Linked DNA regions of Sus scrofa: regions 1 and 3 are each linked to region 2. A link is a contact called in public Hi-C and promoter capture Hi-C data. All regions are on one chromosome and are shown on one strand. Each heading gives the region's core, a stretch centred on a gene start, on an enhancer-like site or on the middle of the called end of the contact. The rest is flanking DNA. Distances are from core to core; before and after follow the strand shown.

The links. Promoter capture Hi-C pulls out the DNA fragments that hold promoters and counts their contacts. Hi-C and Micro-C count contacts between places; a contact is called where the count stands out from the background.
Region 1: a contact with region 2 is called in a Hi-C map of embryonic fibroblasts, with 3 times the contacts expected there. The contact joins the promoter of SOCS1 here to the promoter of ZC3H7A in region 2. A contact is called at or near these places in 3 of 5 promoter capture datasets (fetal liver, fetal skeletal muscle and liver), 4 of 47 Hi-C or Micro-C datasets (embryonic fibroblasts, epiblast stem cells, heart right ventricle and 1 more) and 1 of 2 datasets of contacts at active chromatin or transcription factors (alveolar macrophages).
Region 3: a promoter capture Hi-C map of fetal liver shows a contact between it and region 2, with 3 times the contacts expected there. The contact joins the promoter of CLEC16A here to the promoter of ZC3H7A in region 2. A contact is called at or near these places in 3 of 5 promoter capture datasets (fetal liver, fetal skeletal muscle and liver), 6 of 47 Hi-C or Micro-C datasets (embryonic fibroblasts, fetal skeletal muscle, heart right ventricle and 3 more) and 2 of 2 datasets of contacts at active chromatin or transcription factors (alveolar macrophages and skeletal muscle).

Annotation. Positions count from the first base shown.
Region 1 is chr3:31,879,951-31,883,426 of Sscrofa11.1, forward strand. SOCS1 (suppressor of cytokine signaling 1) reads left to right here and starts at 1,941. Exons shown (of 1, transcript NM_001204768.1): 1 at 1,941-2,772. The coding sequence starts at 1,994. The coding sequence ends at 2,656.
Region 2 is chr3:31,330,332-31,334,169 of Sscrofa11.1, forward strand. It overlaps ZC3H7A (zinc finger CCCH domain-containing protein 7A), which reads left to right and starts at 2,155. Exons shown (of 23, transcript XM_021086593.1): 1 at 2,155-2,299.
Region 3 is chr3:32,156,500-32,160,142 of Sscrofa11.1, forward strand. It overlaps CLEC16A (protein CLEC16A), which reads right to left and starts at 1,844. Exons shown (of 25, transcript XM_021086617.1): 1 at 1,561-1,844. The coding sequence starts at 1,640.

The DNA.
Region 1 (3,476 bases), core at 691-3,190, 550 kb after region 2:
GCTCCAAGCAGAGGAGCGAGCTGGGCTGCAGCCTGAGAGCTGCCTGTAGAGGGCAGTGTGCAGCCAGGGTCGGCCAAGCCTGGTGTCCTCCGCGTGATGCCTCCTGGCTCTGAGACGCACCACCCACCAGCCTCAAAGCTCATTCGCTCTTTCTTTCATTCAAAAATACAAATAGCAGCCAGGCACCTATTCCGTGCCTTTCCAGGACAAACAGGATCACACACAAATGTACGAATCACAACTGGTACCCCGTCATCCCAAAGCCGAGGTGCGAGTGTGGGAAGGGAGCAGACGCGAGCAGTGGGGAGGCAACAGTAAAGTAGACGAGGGGGAAGAGGAGGGCTGGCCAGGAAAACTCACAGCAGGTTTTTGGAATTAACACATCTGAAAATGAACCGTTTTTTCACTGGGCTCCAGAGTGCCTAGCTGCTCCTCTCCCCGAAATAAAAGCAAGGAGGGCGTGCCTCCTTCGGAGCTCCCCCTCCACCAGTCACTGAGCCTCAGTTTCTCCGGCTGCGGCGTAGTAGAGCGCCGGCCAAGGCCACCGGCAACCGACCTTGCCCGGCCCCGCCCGGTTTCCGAGGAACTGTGTGAGCAGCGAAGGCGCCCCTCCCGCGCCGCCGAAGGGTTCCTCCGAAGCCTGTGGTCAGATCGTCGCTTCCTGGGAAGCCCAAGCCAAAACTGGGGACAGCAACAGGCAGGGAGGGGCGCAGAAGCAGCCATCTAGAGGCTCCGGCACTACGGGGCAGAGCAATGGCGAAAGCAGTCCGGAGGGGTCCCAAACGAGACCCCAAGGGCGGGTGGAGGTGTCTGGCTCCAGAGTAGAGGACCCAGATCTAGCCAAGGTGGGTGATGAGACACCTGATGGGGCAGAAGAATGTGCTAGGGTCAGTCCAAAGTATCCTTAAGGGGTTGGCTGCAGAAATCTGCGACCGAGAGCAGTGGCGGGGGCGGGGGAAGCTGGGCCACTAGGTCCGAAGGGGCGTCTGAGAACTGCCCAGGGAGCTCAGGGATGGGGCTGGAGACCTGAATAGAGGGGTCCTAGGACAGGTGCGAGGCTAGATCAGGACAGGGGGCCTCCCGGGGAAAGGTTCCCGGATTTGTGGCAAAGGTCGAGCGAGCCTGGCCTCCGAGGCGCGCACAAAAAGAAACCGAAAGTGGCGCGGAAGGGCGGGCCTGTAGTGGGGGGGGGGGTGTAGCCGTAGGGGGCGGGGCCTTCACTGACCACACCTCCAAGCCAGTTTAAAAGACTGGTGCAGGGGCGGGCGCGGAGCAGAGCGAGCTGCGGCCGTGGCAGCTGCACGGCTCCCGGCCCCGGAGCATGCACGAGAGCCGCCCCGGAGACCCCCGCCGCCCCGCCCGCGGCGCCCCGCGCCCCGCCGCCAGGTGAGCCCGGCACTGGGCAAGAAAGCGGGAGGGAAAGGGGAGGACGGCACAGGACAGCCAGGTTGCCAGGGCGGCCTCGGGCGCTGCGTGGTGGGGTCGCGGCCGCCACGCCCCTAGCCCCGGCTGGCTCCACCCTGGCAGACCCCCGCGCTTGGGGGTTCCCGCAACGCAGCTTTTCTGCCTTTGCGCAAATCTCGGAGTCGAGGCGCCAATCCCCGGCCTGGCCAGCAGGCGGCGGCCGTAGGGCGGCGAATGGGGAGCCGAGTGGCCGGAGTTGGGGCTGGTTTCTCCAAAGCACCTCTCTCCACGCCCCCCTCTCTTAACCAAACTTTGAGCGACTCCGAGCCCCACCGAGCTCCCAGCCGCGTGGAAGTACTCTGCGGACGGGGAAGCCCATTTTCTAGATGAGACCACTGAGGCTCAAAGGGCCGCCCCGACCTGGTCTTGCGCCCTCGACCCATTAGAAACGGATCCCCACCCCTCCTAAGTTGCCTCGCGGGTTCTCACCTGCCCAGCCCCACCCAGACTCCCCGCTCACTGACTGTCTCCCCCATCAGCGCACCCCCGGACGCTATGGCCCACCCCTCCGGCCGACCCCGCGTGTAGGATGGTAGCACACAACCAGGTGGCAGCCGACAATGCAATCTCCACGGCAGCAGAGCCCCGACGGCGGCCAGAGCATTCCTCCTCCTCCTCCTCCTCTTCATCTTCATCCTCCTCCTCCTCCTCACCCGGGGTCCCGGCGCGCCCGCGGCCCTGCCCGGCGGCCCCGGCTCCAGCCCCGGGCGACACGCACTTCCGCACGTTCCGCTCGCACGCCGACTACCGGCGCATCACCCGCGCCAGCGCGCTCCTCGACGCCTGCGGCTTCTACTGGGGGCCTCTGAGCGTGCACGGGGCGCACGAGCGGCTGCGCGCCGAGCCCGTGGGCACCTTCCTGGTGCGCGACAGCCGCCAGCGGAACTGCTTCTTCGCCCTCAGTGTGAAGATGGCTTCGGGCCCCACAAGCATCCGCGTGCACTTCCAGGCCGGCCGCTTCCACCTGGACGGCAGCCGCGAGAGCTTCGACTGCCTCTTCGAGCTGCTGGAGCACTACGTGGCGGCGCCGCGCCGCATGCTGGGGGCCCCGCTGCGCCAGCGCCGCGTGCGGCCGCTGCAGGAGCTGTGCCGCCAGCGCATTGTGGCTACCGTGGGCCGCGAGAACCTGGCGCGCATCCCCCTCAACCCCGTCCTCCGCGATTACTTGAGCTCCTTCCCCTTCCAGATATGATCGGCCGCGCCCGCCCTGCACGGAGCATTAACTGGGGCGCCTTATTATTTTCTATTATTAATTATTATTTCCTTGGAACCATGTGGGTTGGAGGGAGCGAGTGTGGGGGCGAGGCGCCTCCCGCCCTCGGCTGGAGACCCCTCCCGTAGACCCCTCCCCACCTCTTGTGGGGGTGCCCCCTCTTGGTGCTCCCTCTGGGTCCCCCTGGTTGTCCCCCTGGTAGTAGCTTAACTTAACTATCTGGGGCCAGGACCTGAACTCAGTACCTCCTACCTCTTCATGTTTACATATACCCAGTATCTTTGCACAAACCAGGGGTTGGGGGAGGGTCTCTGGCTTTATTTTTCTGCTGTGCAGAATCCTATTTTATATTTTTTACCACCAGTTTAGGTAATAAACTTTATTATGAAAGTTTTTTTTTTTTTTAAGAAAAAAGGTTTCTAGAGCGTGTGCTTTGGTCAAAGGTTTTCCATGATTCTGAGCGGGTCCCCGGGGTCCTAAGACTGACCTGTTCAGCTTGGCCAAAGGCCGTGTGGGGCCCAAGTTCTGGCTGGGAGCCCTGCATGGCTCTACCCACAGTGCTCAAGGGGAGAGGAACAGTTTGTCTAGTTTTGGTCTTGTCTCTGGTAACATGGCAGCTCGAGTTTGAGCACTTAATGTGTGCCAAGCCCTATTCTGTGCTTCACATGCTTAAATTGACTTAATCTATAAAGACAACCCTATGAAGCAAGGCTCTAATCCCCATCTTACAGAAGAGAACACTGAGGCATTTTAAATTTGCCTGTGGTCATCCCTATGGCCTTTTTTGGCTGTCCTCCCA
Region 2 (3,838 bases), core at 905-3,404:
GCCGCACCCAGGGCATACGGAGGTTCCCAGGCTAGGGGTCTAATCAGAGCTGTGACCACCGGCCTATACCACAGCCACAGCAACACCAGATCTGAGCTGTGTCTGCGACCTACACCACAGCTCATGGCAACGCCGGATCCTCGACCCACTGAGCAAGGCCAGGGATCAAACCCGCAACCTCATGGTTCCTGGTTGGATTCGCTTCTGCTGCGCCACAATGGGAACTCCAGCAATTTTATTAGGTGGCAGACAGGGAAGGCCTCTCCAAGAGAAGATGTTTGAGACCTGAAGTGACCAGAAGAACCCCTTCCTCAGAGGGGCTTCCCCTAAAGCCAGCCCCTGTCAGTTCTACTTGAATGTTTCTGTCACAGCACATACCTTGTGTCGTGGACTGAACTGGGTCCATCGAAACTCACATGGTGAAGCCCTAACCCCTAACAAGAAGATAGGGCTTCCCCGGAGGTAATTAAGTGAAGTCATGAGGTGCGGGGGGCAAGCCAACATGACAGGTGTCCTTACAGGAAGAGAAATGCTTACATACCCGGCAAAGGCCCCGTGAAGACACGGCAAGAAGGCTGTCCTCTGCAGGCCAAGGGGAGAGTTCTCTTCACAAACCAACCCTGCCAACACCTTGATCTTGGACTTCCAACCTCCAGAACATGAAAAAATGAATTCTAATTTAAGCCTCCAGGTCTGTGCATAGAAAACGGACTTAAGCAGGTGAAACGGACTTAACCTTGGGGGGCGGGGAGAAGGGAGGACTGGGAGTTTGGGTTGAACAGATCCAAGCTAGTATATACAAGCTAAATAACAAGGTTCTACTGGATAATACAGGGAAGGAACTATATTCAGTATCTTGTGATAAACCATAATGGAGAAGAATACGAAAAAGAATGCGTGTTATGTAGATGTGGGTGTGCCTGTGTGGATATATGAGTCACTTAGCTGTACAGCAGAAATTAACACATTACCATAATTCAATTAAAAAAAAAAAAAAAGCCTCCAAACCTGCCATATTTTGTTACAGCAGCCTGAGCTAATGAATACATCTGGTTTGTAAATCTACTCAGACCACTGTCAGAGTCACCGGGCTAGTTTCTCCCTTTTTCTCACCCCTCCTATGGCTCAGTCTCTGCACAGTAGCCAGAGAGCTTTTCTCAGGTGCAAATCACATCCTGTCACTCCCAAATCAGACCCATTAGTGCCACACAGAATAAACTCCAAAGTCCCCCATCACCCGCCCACCCTCCCTCCCTGCCACCAGCCAAAGAGGACTCTCCTGTTCAAGCTCCAGCCTCAAGGCCTTTGCACTCGCCCTTCCCTCTGCCTGGAGAACATTCTCCATCTCCCTGGCCATCACCTTCTCAGAACCTTCCCAGAGTCATCCCTCTACCGTAAGTGAAGCCCGCCCATCACGGTCTCATTCCCCTGCTGTAATCTCGGTTTACACCGTCGGAAATGGTCTCCTTCGCGTCTCGGAGGGTCCCCACCGCTACTCCCCATCCCGCTATGGGACAGAGACCCTGCCTTGCCCACTGCTGAGCCCTAGAGCACAGTGGGCTGTTGAAAATACAGGTGGATGAGGTGGCATTTGGGCGGAGACCTGAAAGGCAGGGAGCCAGGCCCGCTCAGGGTCCAACCCAGAGCTGCTCCTGAGCTCTGCCCCCCTTCCTCTGCTGTAGGGGTGTAGGAATGGGGACAACGATGCTTGTTCTGAGGCTCCGAAGGGTTACAATTGGCAAAGTACGAAACACCGGCTTAGGATTTGCTAAATAAAGTGTCTCCGGGGAGGCCTCCCCATACCCGAAACTAGGTCAGCTCCCTGGTAGACGCTGTTCTAACTCCCTGCTCTTCGGCTCCAGGGCCGCTGCCCAGAAAAAACACCCACGGCGCATGTGAATTGCACGTCCACCCAGAATTAGTTCTCAGCACCGGCGCGTCCGAGCATCCCTTGGCCCTACTCGCTCCCTCCCGCGGTCCCAGCCCGCTGCGGACCGCGCTCCCGCTCGGGAGGCGGCCCCGGAACCCACGGCGGAGGATCTCTGCAGCCCGGCCCGACGTGGCGTCGCCGCCGCCACCGCCCCCGGCGCCGACGCTCGCGGTCGCAGCCAATGGCCGCGTCTCCCGGGCGGCGGGCGCGGCCTCCGGCCACTAGAGGGCGCCGCGCGGGCGCAGCGGAGCCGCCGCCGCCGCCGGTCGCGGAGGGAAGGTGAGAGCGAGCGCCCAGGCCGCTGCCGCCGCCGCCGCCGCCCGCTCACCGCGCGCTGCTGTCCGTCCCCCGGCGCGGCCGTCCCCGCAGGTAGGTGGGTCCCGCCGGGCCCCGCCGCCCTCCCGGCCCGCGCGCCGCCCCTCCCCCGCCGGCGCCCCCGCCCGGCGCGCCCCCGCCGCCGCCTCGTGCTCGCGCGCGCCGGTAACGGACGCCGGGCGGGGGAGGGGCGGCGCGCAAGGCCGCCCCGCGGCAGCCGAGGGGGCGGAGGGCTCGGCCACAAAGGGCGCGCGGCCCCTGCGGAGGGGCGGTCCGAGCGCGCGCCGCCGCGGGGCTCCGCGGGCGGGCGGGTCCTTGTCCCCTCCCTCCGATGGGGGCGGCGGGGGTCTCACCCTGGGGGCGCGTGTCCCCCTAGCGGGGCGTAGAGGGCTCCCGCTCCCTCCATCCCATGCTTGCGTGCATTTCCGTTGGCAAAATACCTCCTCTCTGGTTATTTAACTAAAAAAAAAAAAAAGGATTTTTTTGTTTTCATTATTTCTCTCTGTTTCTGTGATCGGGGACCCCTAATTCAGTACCGTAGGTTTGGGGGCGGGAAGGATGAGCCCGGTGCGCTTGGCTCGTTTATTTCGGGCTGTTCCCCCCCCCCCTTTTTTTTTGCGCGGGGCGCACGTCTAGGACGCGCGGCGAATTGTTTCCTATCTTTTTTGTGGATCTGGAGACGGCCAGGCTTTAGGTTTCTTTCCCCACCCTTAAAGAATGAGGACCTGTCAGTTCCCATTAGCGTGAATTTCCTGTTGGGGACGGTCATTGCCGGGGTGTGGTCCAGCTGGAAAGCTCCGGCTGGTCCCCGAGAGGTCGCGCCTGCACCCTGATTGGGTGAATTTATCGGGAGTTGAGTATTTTCCCTGTCCCCCGGAATGTAGGCATGAAAGAAGGTGCCGTGTTTGGTATTTAAGGACCGAGGGTCTGCCCAGACTCGAGGTGCCCTGCCCGGGAAGGTGGCCACTGGCCGCAAGGAGCTGTTGAACACTTGGAATGTGGCTAGACGGAGTTGAGATGTGCTCCCAGTGAAAAAGACACACCTGATTTTGAACGCTTAGTAAGGAAAAAAAGTAAAGATATCTCATTCATAATTCTTTCCAAGTTAAATAATAGCGGTTGAGATGATACTGTTTTGAACATAGTGGGTTGACTCAAATATATTATTGTCATTGGTTTCTTTTTACTTCTTTTTAACACAGTTACTTGAACATTGAAAATTAAATGTACGACTGGCATATTTCTGTTGGACAGCGTTCAGCTGGAGCATTGGAATGAGGGCAGGGGTAGTAGGAGCTTCTGCCATCTGTTTTCTCTTTGCCTGCTTCTCTGATGGCATGTGGCCTCCTCTCTCCTAGACACTCTTCCTTCTCACCCTCCGCTGAACTGTCGAGCCCATGGCTTAAGGAGGATTTTGTCCTCATTTGCAGTCAAGTTCATGGACAGAATTTTCTTTGGGGAAAAAATGTCATCTCCTGTGCACTGGAGTACACGGTGGAAATAGTTGCAGAGGATTGGACTCAGTCGGATCATAAGTTATTGAAGCTGCGTGTTTGCAATATTTGCGTGTGTGTGATACAGCGAGCCTGCTCA
Region 3 (3,643 bases), core at 594-3,093, 830 kb after region 2:
ATAATCTTGGGTGCTCCTTCTGGAAACCAACCAATTGATTACCACAAAAGGTTGACTATCCCCCCCACCCCCACTATATCTTCCTCCCCAAAGCCGTTCCCTCCTCAAAGGTCTCAACTTCCGGCAACACACACACACACACACACACACCCTGAGCTCTGGGCTCTGCCTGCATACTCTACACCTCTCCCCGATTCATTCATTTTCTTCATTCTTTTCTCTTTCTTTTTTCCTTTTTTTCTTTTTCAGCCACACCTGCAGCATGTAGAATCTCCAGGGCCAGGGACTGAATCCGAGCTGCAGTTGTGACCTCCACCACAGCGGCGGAAACACCGGGTCCTTAGTTCACTGTGCCACAGCAGAACTCCCATGTTTTTCATTCTTTAAGTATCCACTGAGCTCCTACTGTGTGCCAGGCACAGAGCTAGATGCTGGGAATACAGGCGTAAGCAAAACAAGTTCTCTGGCCTCCTGGAGGTACCAGGTTAGGAGAAAACAGAAAAGTAGTAAAAAAAAAAAAAAAACAAATAACAACAACAACAACAACAGGGTAACTGCAGATAGTGGAGATGAATCAAACGAATGAAATCAAGAGAAAGCTCTAACAGAAAGGAATTGGGGTAAGGGAAGCAGTTTAGGTAGGGTGGTCTGAGAAGCCCTTGCCCAGCTAATAAACACAGCTACCATTATTGGCCACCTACTGAATAACAGACAGCGGATCGATCTATTTCCACGAACAGCATTACTGAATCCTTGCGCAATGTTCGTCACCCCCATTTGCACATGAGGAATCAGAGGCTCAGAGAGGTGAAGCAATTTGTCCAAGGTCACACAGCCATTAAATGGTGGAATCAGGATTTGAATGCAGATCTGACTGCAAAGCCACTCTGTACTTCTTTCTGCTTCCCAGGACCACCTCTGCCACCTGTCCTCACCCAAAGCTCTACTCTGACAGTCCCTCTTTAGACTCTCCTAAGAAACTAATTTAAAAAAAAAAATACTGTCCTTTATCAAGCACTTGGACAAGCTTCCAATTTTTTGTACATTCTCTTATTCTACCCACAAAAGAATGGTAGGAAGCAGGGGCTGTCACTATATCCATTTTACCACTGAGGAAACAGAAGCCTAAATTCACACACTTAAATTCGAACCCACATGTCTCTGACTCCAGGATCCAAACCTCCGACCCCCAAGCTGTCCAGCCTAAGAAGTACCACCCCGGGGAAGCTTGGTGCCCATTGTCCGACCCGGGCAAGAACGAAATCTGCATCCGTAAACTGAAATCTCATCCCCTTACTCTACTGATGCAAAAACCGAGACTCTGAGAAACCAAGCGACTTGCCCAAGGTCACACAGAGAGGAGCTACGGGGTCAGGGTTCAAACACAGGCGCCCTGAGCGCAGAGCCCTTAGCTCTTAACTACCACACAGCTTTTCTCGGGCGCCTCTCTCAGCCCTCCGCCTCCGCTCTCACACTTCCCAGCGCCCCCGGCCCAGGGCTATGCGCCCCCAACCCCACGTCCAGCCCCGCGGCCTCCCCCCTCTGCCCCAATACACTCACTTGAGGTGGTCCAAGGAGTGGATATTGCGGGAAGACTTGCCATGGCCCCCGCCCACCCAGCTCCGCGAGCGGCCAAACATGTCGGCGGCCCTGGCCCGTTGCTTGCTTCACGGTCTCATGCCCGAGCGGCTGAGCGGCTGGACGCCTGCTGCGGCGGCAGAAACGGAGGAGGTAACGAAGGGGGTGGCGGGGACACCACCAACCACCTTCCTATCCGGCCCACAGCCCCGCACTGACATTCAGCCGGAACCGGCCGTTCGACCGCCGCGCTTTACGGCCGCCGCCACGAGGAGAGCTGGGAAATGCAGTTCACCCTCGACGCCCCTGCTGCCAGGACTCTACGTACGAACTACAAGGCCCAGCGTGCATCACGCAACTGCGGGCCAGCGGCCTCGGAAAAGAGGCGGAGCGAGACGGGGGTAGTCCGCAGTATTGCTTGGATGGGCGGGAACGGGAAAGCTATGGGCGAAGCCCTAAGAAATGAGTCCGTGAAGATGCGTGAATAAAAGTTACCACAATATTAATAATTATTAGCTTTATGATAAGAATAAGAATACCTGTTGCTTGGCGTACTATGTGCCACTGCCCTAAGCGGCTTACATATATTGTCATTTAATTCTCTTAAAAACCCTCTGAGGTGAGTACTATTATCTCTGTTTTTAGCAGAAGGAAACTGAATCACAGAAGGGTTGACTTGTCCAAGGTCATAACAGTTATTAAGGGGCAGAACCAGGGTTCAAACCCAGGCACCCTGGTTTTTATCCCCCATGAACAAAACTGCACCAAATTGGTAACAGTCTGAATTATCCTCACAACTTTTCTTTTTCTACTAAAATTAAAAAATAAATATTGAAAGGCCTTCAAGCAACAATGTACCAAAATTGAACGTCCTGTACTTTCAGAGTTCTCTGGTCTTCACCCAAAATCCATACCATTTCCAAAACAACCACGTTTTTAAAAATAAGGAAATACCCAGCTTCCTACACCAGCCAAGATGTATCTACATTTCTCTTCTGGATTAGGAGGGAGAAATTTTGTGGAGGCAATTTTTTTCCTATGTATTCATTTCTACACCTCATAGTTATCAAAGGTCTACTGTGTCGCTTAGGACAGAATTGGACTAAGAAGCCAATGTTCTCCCCAATGCCTAGCACAAAGTTTGGCACATAATAGGTGTTCAACAAGTGTTGGCAGAGTGAATAAATGAATGACAGTTTGTTTCATTTTCACCAGTTGGAGGATTAATGGTTTGCTCTGCAGTTCACCTAAAGGAGCAAGAGACAGTCATGGAGAAAATAGGGCAGGTTCTGTCCTCCAAACACCCACAGGCCCAGAAGCTTCCAGAGTCCTTCTGTTTCTCAGTTTTCTCGTCTGTAGAAAGGGATGACATACTACACTTCCCCATCTGGCTGCAATTAAGCAATGCATGTAAAGCACCCAGCTCAGTGTGGCCTGCTTAACTGCTTTGGAGGGTGCTTTGGGCAAGATCAGTTGCTTGGTGGATGTACAGGTGTTGCCCCTGAGGAGGGGAATCAGAGGGAAATTACTTTTCTGTGTATTTCTTGGTTAAAACCACGTGCATTATTACTGCTTTAAAACAAGTTTCTCAAAGTAAAAACAAGAAGCAATTCTCCTGCTGCAGACCTGACCTGCCTTATTACGCAGATTCCCCCCACTCCCATCCCGCCCCGTACCGCGGGGCTGGACCTTCCAGCAGCCAGAATTTGGAGAGATGAAGGGGACTGGTCGATCTTCCCCACCGAGGACAATTTGCCACTTCAGGGAAATCCAAAATTTTCACTGGTAAGGTCCACCGCCCCGACCCTGCCTCTTTTTTCAACTGGTAAATTGACTCCCAAAAAGGCTTGGCGCCAATACTCAAATCCAGCAGGTGCTAATGAAACCAAGGTTTCCCTCAGTTTTGGTAGCCTTAGGATACGTCTAGGTTTGAAATGTGTTCTAACTCTTTCCCTTCCCCCTACTCCGTCGCGGATTCACTGAGAAAATTGTATTCCAGATCTGCTCTGAGTCCGGAACTAGGAAAGAAACTCAGCAGCCAGCACCTCGAGGGGCGGAGCGCGGA